2 separate regions of the Sus scrofa genome follow, and region 2 is linked to region 1. The links are chromatin contacts, called in public HiChIP or PLAC-seq maps. All regions are on one chromosome and are shown on one strand. The core of a region is the stretch at or near the end of the contact, and the rest is flanking DNA. Distances in the headings are between cores, read along the strand shown. Region 1 holds the start of GLRX (glutaredoxin). Region 2 holds the start of LNPEP (leucyl and cystinyl aminopeptidase).

What was found. HiChIP or PLAC-seq counts read pairs in DNA pulled down with a chosen protein or histone mark.
Region 2: a contact with region 1 is called in an H3K27ac HiChIP or PLAC-seq map of alveolar macrophages. The contact joins the promoter of LNPEP here to the promoter of GLRX in region 1. A contact is called at or near these places in 1 of 5 promoter capture datasets (liver) and 1 of 2 datasets of contacts at active chromatin or transcription factors (alveolar macrophages).

The regions. Positions count from the first base shown.
Region 1 is chr2:102,436,397-102,439,203 of Sscrofa11.1, forward strand. It overlaps GLRX (glutaredoxin), which reads right to left and starts at 1,365. Exons shown (of 3, transcript NM_214233.1): 1 at 1,142-1,365. The coding sequence starts at 1,348.
Region 2 is chr2:103,566,971-103,569,777 of Sscrofa11.1, forward strand. LNPEP (leucyl and cystinyl aminopeptidase) reads left to right here and starts at 1,396. Exons shown (of 18, transcript NM_001105291.1): 1 at 1,396-2,011. The coding sequence starts at 1,993.

The DNA of each region.
Region 1 (2,807 bases), core at 115-2,614:
AGGCTTTCTGGCCATGGTGTCCTGTTCCAGGGCCTTCCAGAGACCAGGGTCCTCAGACCCCAGCCAGGGCCCTGGAAACAATAGGGTAACATGTATGGCCTCCCTCCCTCTCTGCACCAGAAAGCTGACTTCTGACTAGAGAGGTAGGAGAGAAACAGCCTCCCCTTCTTTACCCTAAGAACCCAGAGAAAACCCTGCAAGTCAAACTAAACCTGAGCTAGGATACATGCTTCTGTGCACACCATGTGGTAGAATGTGCACCCTGAAAGGGAGCTTGGCTGAGCTGGTGGGACATCCCTCACCAACCCCCGTCCCCAGCACCTGAACTGCTACTGGTGACCTGGCTGGCTGGCTGAGGAAGAGGAAGCCTTTTCAGAAAGGGAGCGGCTCCTAGGGTCTCACTGTCTGTCCACAGCAAACAGGAAGTAGAGGTGGCCTACTCCAGCGTGGCGCTGCAGCCAGGAGGTCGCTGGCAGTCACAGAGGAGGTGACTTGCCAGGATCAACCAGCAAGCCATTGTGAGAGCCATCCGGACTCTGGCCTCCCTCCCTACTCTTGACAGGTCTGGAAATATCCCGTCATTTAGAATGAGGTTCTTCCCTGGGAGGAGTTAGATAGGATATGGAAAAATGAGCAAATTAGGTTAAGTTTAAAGAGATCCTGGAGGTAAGACTGAAGGGCAGCAAATCCTCCTTGGCCATGTGAACCCAGAGGAAAAAGTGCCGGCGGTTCTAACTCAACAACAGAAATGTACAGCTCACACTTGGCTCCTCCACCCCTCCTCCCACTTCAGCCCTCAAACTGTCACTTCTCGGCAGTGCTTAAGACAAAGACTCCAGATAGCTCCTCAGTGACTCCAGGACAGCTGCTGGGCCCATGACCCTGACGCACAGCACGGTCAGCTGTGCTCTGTCCTCTGATCCGAGAGCACCTTTGGCTGAAGTCCAGCCACCCTTTCAAGGAAGCAGTGTCTTCTCTCCGGCACCCTCCCCCTCCCCACACAGCCCTCCCGCTGCCTGGAGTGACGGAGCCCTAGCGGTGTCCTAGAGGAAGGCAAAGGCATCCCCTGTTCACACCCCAGGCAAGAAAAAGGAATCCGGGAGCCTTTTATCCAACCTTCCGAATGAAACCCCCGGCTCACCGTTCTGGCTCCTGTGAGCTGTTGCAGATAATCTTGAATCTCGTTGGTGTCACTGGTGGCTGTAATATCGACAAATTCCAGAAGCCCTTCTTTGAAGGGCAATTGGCTGAGGAGCTCCTGTGTCTTTCTGCAGAAGGGGCAGGTGGGCTTGATGAAAACTACCACCTTCCCAGGCTGGATTTTGCTGTTCACAAATGCTTGAGCCATGCTGACAGGCGGCTGCCTCCCCGGAGGAAACCTCAACAGAAGGTATTGCTCGGGTGTAAAACGGAGGCCCCAGCCAGCGGGCTTTCATTTAAAGGAACCTCCCTGGAGGAGGAGTTTGCCTGGTAGCGTGCTCAACTTTTAAAGGGCCAGCCCCGAAGTCATTTCAGTTGGAGTGATTCACCAGCTAGACCTCTGGAGGAAGGCGCGCTTGCATGCTTGCATGTCATCATCAGCGGCTGTGCCCAGGGCATCACTGACCTCAGCTCTTTTAGGAATGCCCATCCTTGGAAAAAGAGCAGAGTCACCTTACTCTCTGAGGAAGCATTAAGTGTACAGACCAGTCCCAGAGGGGGTGGGCTGAGCAGGCAGGGTCTTCTTAGAGTTAAATCTTTGTTGTCTCTCTCAGAGTCACGGTTCCTAAAGACACATGCAAACAGAATCATTCAAGAAACAGAACGAACGCGCCAAAATATCTTTAGAGGAAGTGAAATTGAAATGGTGGCTTTGCGTCCTGTCTTGCTTGGCTAGCACTGTTTGCTGTTGTGACTGTTTAATGGAATTTCCAACATTTAAACATCTGGGGATTTCACAGAAGAACCTAGACTTGGCACCTCTATGAAAAGTCAGTTCACCCTCATGTGTGGCAGTAGCTGGGGCTGAGATGCTCAGGTCTGCCCACAGGCATGGGGGTTGGGGAGTGCTGGCTCCTACCTTCTGGACACCTGCCACTCATTCCTTAGCGTTTGAGTTTGTGACCCTTGACAGCAGTTTCGCAAGGCAGCAAATTCTAACACAAACCCTAATTTCAAAGTGCCAATTCCATGTGGGGCCTTTTCTCTCTTTGATCCTTTGTTTATGACCCTTTGTTTTCACTGTTGTTGAGTCGAGGACGTGGTGTAATAACTCACTTATCACATTCATCACATTTACCTGCTCTTTCCCTGGTGCCCACATGCTCAGGGGGTGGTGAGTGAGGTCTGTTGTTCCAGGACTGACTATGACCCCTCTGCGTGCAGGGTGTTAAATAAAGAAATCAGGGAATACTACCTCCTTTAAAAATGAACTCTCCTTTTCCCCAGGAAGTTTTACACTGAAATCAGGACCCCCGCCAGAGCTGCCCACCTTCACTGATGGTCCCTTCAGAAGCCGGAGCCTAATGTCATCCAGAGAAGGGAAGAAAGTTGATTCCCAGAAGCAGCTCTAATTATTACTAAAGCTAAATGGCAAAGCAAGAAACCCAGATGCTAAGACACAAAGAAGGACTGATAGTTAAGATCTCTGTCAGCAAATGGAACATGTTGCGGGGGAAGGCCTGAGGTGACTGGGCCTCCTCAGGGCTTGGGACTTCTCAGCCCTCAGCTTTCCTGAATAAGCTCCTGGCAGAGTCCTTGTCACCTCTCTTTGTCTCTTTCCTTTAGCTCAGACTCCTGCAGCCCAGGCTCTCTTCAGGGCCACCCTT
Region 2 (2,807 bases), core at 146-2,645, 1.1 Mb after region 1:
TGCCTTGCATTCTTGAGAGGAAGATTCATAGTAATGTAAGAACAAACAAAACGTTGAGAGCCTTAAGTGCTGTGACTACAATAAAGCAGAACCCAGTCTTTATAGAATAGACCATGTTTGCACCTATTTTCCATTGTGTGGCCAGGAAAGAGCTCTTCTCAGAGAAGCCCTTTGAGATGAGACTTAAAATACAAGAAGGAACCAGCAGTCGAAGTACCATGCAGAAGGAACAGTTCTTCCATGAGGACCATGCAGTTGGAATGGTTTAATGTAAATTGGCGACTTTAAGGAACAGCCAGAAAGCCTCTGTGGACAAAGCATAGTAAGCACGTGTAGGAGATAAAGTCCTAGAGTTAGGGAAAGAGTTTCGCTTTTATCCTAAGTGTGATTGGTAGCCACTGGAGATTTTAAAGCGCAAGTGGGTGATTTAATTCAACAGACATTTAAGAATACAATATTGCAAAATACAATATTTTACTTGGATTTTACTTCTTTGAAACCTAATTTCAATTTCCCACGCAGGTCAAACAACAAACAGTACTGCCAGCCCTGTTTGCCCAGGCTGTTTGCGCTTGCCACGGGCTTGTTTGCACCGGACGCCCTGCTGTTGACAGCCTCAGAGAAGCGTGTGACAGTTGGCAGGCGCAGTGAGGCACAGCGGGAGCCAAGTTGCTGCTGAGGCCAAGGCTGCGTTTGGGGAGGACAGAAGAGCGATGAGGGGCAGGAGGCGATGCAGCGCGCCCCGAACTCCGCAGCATAGCGGCGATCCGCACAGAGAGCAAGGGATGATGAAGTGAGGCCTGGAAGAGCATCACCCGGGCTCCCCAGGCCCCTGGTTATTTCATTTCAATGGTTCGCCGGGTCGCCCGGCTTTGACACTGGAAACTATGGGGGCTGGAGACTGGAGTTGAGGGCTCCAGTGCTGGAGGGCGGGGGCGACAAAGAGAGTTTCGCTTTCTCCGGCCTAGCTCTGCTGGCCTGGCCACCTGCAGCAGCGGCTGCACCCCGGGGAGCCGCAGGTGTTGATTTAAGGCTGGCGGGGCAGGCCTTCAGCCCACATCCTGCGGCTCCCGCGGCCCCGGTCTGATCCAGTGCCAGGTTTTGTGATCCGCCTGCCTGTAGATGCCGCGCCCCGATCCGCTAGCCGCCCAGACTCCTTGGGGGTCTTCCCCCACTTCAGTCAGGCCACCGAGAGCATGGGACCTCTGTGATGTGAGCCAGCAGCCCTGCCAAGACGACCCACAGTGCCTGCTCCCTCAAGCCTTAGCAGAGTGAGCTCCCCGGGGCCACACTCCCCAGGGAAACCGAAGCTTCGCAGTCCGGGAGCGACCTTCGTCCATAGATCCTGCTTTGCCTTCAGATCTTGGCTACAGTGGCACCTTCCAGGCCTCTCCTCAACAAGCATCCGAATTAGCGACCCACTCAATCTCCGTCACATCACCTAGATTTAATGCTGAGCTGGGCATTTATATCAATCTCGTGTGTCTTGTGTTTGTTTATTATCTGTCTCTGGAATGTCTCCTCGACGGAGGCAATGACTGTGTTTTACCAGCGCGGAGCTGGGTTCCCGGCTCCTAAGGCCGGGCCGGGCCTGGCCGGGACGTTATAGGCTATCACATTTGCTTAATGACTGACCGCTGTTCTGGGCACTGAAACAGACCGAGTTGCTGGCCTTTTCTGTCAGGGGCGGGGCTTGTTCCGGTCACGCCCCCCCCGGCCCGCCCCCAGATCTAACCCTCTCCCTCCTCTTCACTCCCTGGAATCCGCTGGGGCCTGTGCAGTGCTTTTTCCTCTAGTTTCCCTCGCTCTCTGCAGCTGTCGCTAAAACACGGAGCTGTGGATTTTCGAGCGAGCGGAGCGGCGCCGCTGTTCGCGGCACCTCCCCGACAGACCTCGGCGCTGCGCTGGGCATGCTCAGTTGGTAGGGCCGCTTCAGCGTTCGGAGTAGGAAGCTTGGACGCTCCTGCTGTAAGGAGCTGCGGCCGGGGGAAGATGGAGCCCTTCACCAATGGTGAGTGGGCGGCCGGAGGACCCGGGGTCAGACGCTCTCTGGGGCAAGAGGGTCGTGGGCAGTGTGACACGCGAGGTCGAGCTGCAGTCGCACCGACCGCGGGTTTCCCGTGAGGGCTTAGGGGCAGTGGAGAGGGACGGGGAAAGCAGTTCGAGGCTCGGGGGAGGGGGCGGGAGGCGGCCGGTGTCGCGGAGTTGGGGAGTGGTGTGAAGGTCAGTGCCATCGCTTGCCCAGGGTGGGGGCGTCGTCGGTGTGGCCCGACCGTACGCTCTGCTGCGCGCCCAGGTGGGCGAACAGCAAAGTTTAGGCTGTTTTGCGCAGATCAGGGGGCAACGGGAAAGTTGGCAGCTGCGTTTGCCCGGGAGAAGGGGGTGTTGGCCACAGCTTTTGGGCAGGAAGAGTTAAGCCGCGGCCCTTACCAAAGACAACTTCGGTGGTGCGGCGGGAGCTATCCCCCTGTCCTTCAGCGAGTTGCCGGCGTGACTTTTCCTAATAGGACGGGGTGGGGGTGGGGGCTTAGCAGGTTAATTTAGTGGAAGGAGGAGAAACTTGCAGAAAGGCTTGATCACCCCTGCTGTGTTCCCAGGAGGTTCCTCCCCGCATTGCCACCCTCCAGTCTGATGCGGAGGCACTACGCAGAGCGTTCAAGCTTCCTTTCCCTGGCTTCCGATAACCAGTTTTTCAGTTGAAGACTCATTAAATATCAAGGGTCCGTCACAATGATATCACAATGTGACTTGAGGCCAGAGTCAAAGCAGGAGCCTGCAGGATGCCCTGCAAACAGCCACAGCCCTTT